Linked DNA regions of Gossypium hirsutum: region 2 is linked to region 1. Evidence: chromatin contacts called from public Hi-C data. All regions are on one chromosome and are shown on one strand. Each heading gives the region's core, a stretch centred on a gene start, on an enhancer-like site or on the middle of the called end of the contact. The rest is flanking DNA. Distances are from core to core; before and after follow the strand shown.

The links. Hi-C and Micro-C count contacts between places; a contact is called where the count stands out from the background.
Region 2: a Hi-C map of leaf shows a contact between it and region 1, with 2.0 times the contacts expected there. The contact joins the promoter of LOC107919828 here to the promoter of LOC107920276 in region 1. A contact is called at or near these places in 7 of 34 Hi-C or Micro-C datasets (callus, hypocotyl and leaf).

Annotation. Positions count from the first base shown.
Region 1 is chrA08:111,363,413-111,366,171 of Gossypium_hirsutum_v2.1, reverse strand. LOC107920276 reads left to right here and starts at 1,416. Exons shown (of 2, transcript XM_016849895.2): 1 at 1,416-1,856; 2 at 2,018-2,305. The coding sequence starts at 1,709. The coding sequence ends at 2,163. It overlaps LOC107920275 (bZIP transcription factor 16), which reads right to left. Exons shown (of 13, transcript XM_016849894.2): 13 at 2,421-2,759. The coding sequence ends at 2,746.
Region 2 is chrA08:111,629,508-111,632,266 of Gossypium_hirsutum_v2.1, reverse strand. LOC107919828 (inactive poly [ADP-ribose] polymerase RCD1) reads right to left here and starts at 1,333. Exons shown (of 10, transcript XM_041074793.1): 1 at 997-1,333.

The sequences.
Region 1 (2,759 bases), core at 167-2,666:
TACTCCATAAATTTAGTTAAATTGGATAAATTATATATAAAAATATTTTTATGTAAATTTAATTATAAAGGATATAAAATATTAGTATAAAATAAATTTTAAATAATGATACAAACTTTGAATCGATTCAGATTAATTTTTTTTTCAAAATACACTATATTAAAAGAATTTCATATAGAAGTGGACCCGTTTTCAAAAAATACAAAAATAATAAATTAAGTCTTGAAATTTTTATAGTGTATTTTGAACAAAAAAAAATTTAGAGAGCACATTTAATTTTAATTCGAATCAATATAGAATTTGTATCATTATTTTAATGTTTCATATACTTTATATTTAAATTTAATTAAAATTATTTGTGGTGCATAAATTATTTGAATTAAATGTAAAAAAATACTTGTTCAAATATGATTTATTATGGACTAAACAAATAATTCAAACTTTGAAGAGACTTTACTATCATTAGAAATTTTTATGGGTGAGGCCAGACCGAGGCCCTATTTAAAAAATTTTCGACTTCAAGTTCGTTTCGCCATAATAGACTATTTTTATGTTTAAAAATAATAAAAAATTATTTTATATTTAAATCTAATCATAAAAATTAAAGTTAATTTAATTTTTTTTATTATTTTAAATAATAAAATGAGCTAAGTTTGGCCAACCCAAGATTAAAAATATGAGTCCAAATCATCTCAAAATGAGTCGGACTAATTAGGCTAACTGGGTTACAAAGCCCATGAATACCTTTTATTCAAGGAATAAATATTTTATTTTTTGAAAATTGGGCAATATTTTTGAAACAAGACCAATTGTCGAACCATTCAACTTGAGAGCTAATTAGTTGACCGGTTCGACCAATTCAAAATAAATAAGCTATTAAAAATAAAATAAAAATATTAAAATTTTATAAAAATCGATTCAATTTTAATTAAATTTTATAGTTTGGTTCAATTGGTTCATCTCTCATCGAACCGATTCCTCAGTCAGTTCTCGGTTTGGTTGGTCGGCTCAGTCTAGTTTAGATAACATTTAATTTTTATATCTTTTTATATTTTAAAATTATTTTTAAATTTTAAAAAGTTTTTATTTATTTCATATTTTTTAAAATATATATATTAAACCTTTTAATTTTTTTATTTTATTTAATATATGATTTTCCTTTTAATTTTTATGTACTTTTAAGGATAAAGATTAAATTGATAAAATTGTTGAAGGTTAAAAAGGTCATTTTCCCTTTTATAACAGCCCCATCATTTAACTTTAACGGAAAATTAGAAAGAAAAATTTAAAAAAAACGGGACTCAATGTGTCAAAATTAAAATATAAAATTAAAATTTTAAATTTTAAAAAGTATAAGGACTTTTGGGATATTTAAACATAATATAAATACAGATACTGCATTTATTACACCCTAATTTTTCACTCATTTATATACCATCATCTTCCTCCTACCATCGTGCATCTTTTCTCTCTCTCGTCTCTGCAAATCAGTTTATTTTTCTTTTTATTCTCTTCTCATCTCAGTTCTCACCCACCGCCGTGTCCGCTGGTTTTTTCCGGATCTGACGCGTGTCCGGTGGTTGGATCGCGTCGACACGGGTACGGCACCCCTAATTGCCGAGTCCGGGTAACGAAGGCGAAGACAGAGTAAGCAAAGAAGACGATTTTGTGTGAGTTCGATAACATAACATCGAACAAGCGTTGAGAGATGGCGTTGAGGCGTGCGCTTGGCTGCTCGGATGGTGAATTGATGAGATCAGATGCAAAGCCTTGTTCCAGGTTAATGAGACAGACGGCTGGGATTTTTACTGTCGGAGGAGCTCTAGGATTTTGGGTTCTCTGTAGATTGCATTACGGTCTGTTCTCTCTTCACTAGCCTTCCAAAATATTAAATATGTTCGTCACTTTGGGTGTCTGCTTATGATGTACATAAGTTCAATGTTAGTTTCTTGCTGTTCATGTATCCCGAGTTTTTATTTCATCATAAACTTCATTTTTTTTTAATGGTAATGTGCAGGCCCTAGAATTACTGTTCCAAGAAGTCTTCGGTGGGCTGCCTGTGGAGCTGTGTCTGTCAGCTCAGCATCTGCTTTGTTGGTTCGCCTATTCAGCCCTGAATGTGAATCCCAAAATATAGCTGCTTATGACAAAAGGAAAGAGTAGCAATAAGGGTGTCTAAATTCATTGAATGACCAGTCTGTGACAGTATCTTTTGTTTTGTTGTATTGTTCTCAGATCTTTGCCACCCATATTTTTATCAATTTTCTGGTACATGAATCATAAGCATTGTAAGGGTTGCTGTTTATACGCTTTTGTGCCATTTGCTGTAAGAATAGCTCAATAGTAGCAAACATGGACCATACACAACAAATTCAAGACAATTGAAAGGGAATAACAAATGAATTGGCAGCACCAAAGTATTAACGAATCAGAGTTCATTACTTCCCACAGTTAAAACATTCATCAATCATATTTTAACATAAAACAAGCTTGAAAAGTTAAACTGTACCCTTCTTTCAATAGGGAAAGGTATGACAGGATATTGACCCTACATAACATCCTAAGACTTTCATTGTAAAGACAAGCCAAATCACTGGTGATGGATTATAAGGGGATAAAGGGGCCTAAAAACTATCAAGGTCAGCTTTGATAAAATTTAAACATGCTATGCAAAATAAAAACCTTCTGTAGCTAATTTGGTTAGGTTGTGCTCCTGGATGAGGCACGAAACAGGGTATATGAAACCTAGTGACTACCCT
Region 2 (2,759 bases), core at 84-2,583, 270 kb before region 1:
AATTAGTATGATACTAATTACATAAATATCGAAACACAACCGGCGTTGACCTGAGAATATGAGCTTTTTTGAATAACAAGTTGATGTTGATGTTGCACATATTAATCAGACATCTGACCAAAAATAAATTAGAAATTTTCACAAAACTGCAAAATTTACTCCGAGCAGAATTAGTATGATACTAATTACATAAATATCGAAACACAACCGGCGTTGACCTGAGAATATGAGCTTTTTTGAATAACAAGTATAGTCACGACAATCCCCCGGTTGACCTCGAAAAGAAAAAAAAAAGCAGCCAAAAGTATACCAAAAATTTAAATCCTATGCTGATTTCTGTTAAGAAAATTGAGCAAAAATTAATGAAACCAAAGAAAATTAAGATTAGGAAAAACTGGAAAATTCTTACAAATACATAAAGACTCGAGTGTGTTTTTTTTTGTGAAAAAAATAGAAAATCAGCCTAAAAAATATTTCATCCAAATCATCAAACTAAATATATTTCTACACTAATTAAAAAAACTAAGAACATAAGATGACAAGAAATCTGGTGTTTCACGTGATTAGAATGGTGATCGAGAATTAAAAAAAGAAAATACAAAATTTCAACCTTGGAACATAGATTCCTAAAATTAAAAACTAAAAAAATGTTTTCTATAGCTGAAAACTGAGTCAATCAAAAAAGAAAAAGAAAAGGAGAATATCAATATTCTACAAATCCGCAATTTCTCACAAAAACTGCAAGGTCGAAAAAAAACCTAAAATGAAAATCCTAAAGCAAAATTCTCAAAATTAACATATCATAATGTTTTTATTGATCCCCCTAGAAAACCAATTATCACAGAAATCAACCATCAAAAGAATTAACCATTCAACAAATGAAGTCAACGCCTTCCAGATGCCAAGATCAGGGCCGATCTATATAATCCGTTGTCAAAAACTTAATCAAAGAAAATAAAACGGAAAATAAAACTAAAAGAAAATGGAAAATATTACCTGCAGATGAGATAAATTTTGGAGTGATTGATTTACTTTTCTGTTTTCTAGAAGGTGGAGGGATGGGAGAGAGAAGAAAATAAAAGAAAAAGAAAAGTTAAAAACCCTAACTCAAAGAATTAGTTACTATTTTCTTTTGCGCTATCTCGCCTTCTTGGACGAAAAGCAAGGGCGAACCGAACCATCAAAACGAGTTGAGGATAAAGTTACAAGCCCGTCACAAATTATGCTGTCACCAAGTATCTTTGATTGGATCCGTCATCCACGACTTCGAAATTAAACGAGAGGAAACATGAGGGTCATTTCGGGATTTTAAAATTCATTCATTTAAAGCGTAAAGGCGGTTGCTAGGAAGGGTAATTGGGGGAACTAAAAAAAAATAGCCGGAAAAACAAGGAGCTTACTATTATAGGTTTTTATATATTTGGATGAAAGCAAAAATAACTCAGTGTAGGCCCCATTAGAAGATAAACTTCCTGTCAAACTCACAATTATTGACTGAAAATTCCTTTTTCATGATTATTTACTGGAATTTGTGACACCCTTTAAAAAAATTAGACGCTTTGTGATTAGTCTAAAAATAATAATAATAGTAAAATTAGATATTATAATAATCGTATAGCATAAGAAAAAAATTAAACTAAATGTATTGTATTTTACCGTTTATCTAAACTCATTTTAAGTCAAATTAAATTAAAATATATTTTAAAATTTTATATATTTTGTAAATTTAGATTTTTTTTATCTTTACAATATAATTGCTTATTACGTGGTATGACATTTTGAAATTAAATCATGTAAAAATAAAAATAGCATTGAAAATATTGATGGAATGTTTTTTAAAAAATACACATTCAAAATTGTCTTAATAAAAAAAATTTCTGTGGAATAGTATATTTAGAAAAAAATTAGTGTCGGTATTTTGATTGAAATAGTTAATAATATTAATTAACTGTTTAAACTAATTAATAACATTATAAATGTAGATGGATCAAATTATGTAAAAATTTAAAGTATATATAAATTAATCTCAAGTTTCAACATAGTTTAGAGGTGAAAATTGAAATTTAACCATTATCTTATAAAGTCAAGAAAAAAGCGATGCAAATTTAAAGAAATAGAAAGCCACATGTTAGTTTGTAAGACTTTTAAAGTATTAAAAAAGTTAACAATATTAATTATTTGTAATAATTAATGACATGTAAAAATATAAAGACCAAATTATATTAGAAATTAAAATATATAGATTAAACCTCAAACTAAAGTATATTAGAGAGATCAAAATTAAAATTTAACTATTTTTATAAAATAAAAAATAAAATAGCATTGTGGATGTTCCACTTGTCAGCTAAAAGAAAGGTCATTTGAACTTTTTTTTTTTTAGAATATCAATTAAACTCCCTTTTATATCTAGCTATATAAGCATGTAGGCAAAATAGTTACTTCATGGAAAAAAAAGTAAGTTTTTAAAGAAATTATATAAAAATTAAAACACGTGTATATATATATTATTTTTAATAAAATTAGAAATCTTATCACATACGTATGCATGTGGAAACTATGTACTTGGTATGGATTCAAATCCTACCTCGTGTAAAATTTTTATTTATTTTTAAATAAAAAGACTAAAATACCTTCGAAAAAAATAACTTATTTTAATTATGGAAGAACATCTTCATAATTTCACTAAACGAGTTGGTGCCTAGTTGACTCGTAACACTAACTCAGATATTTTATTAATACTAGTACAATCATGCAAAATG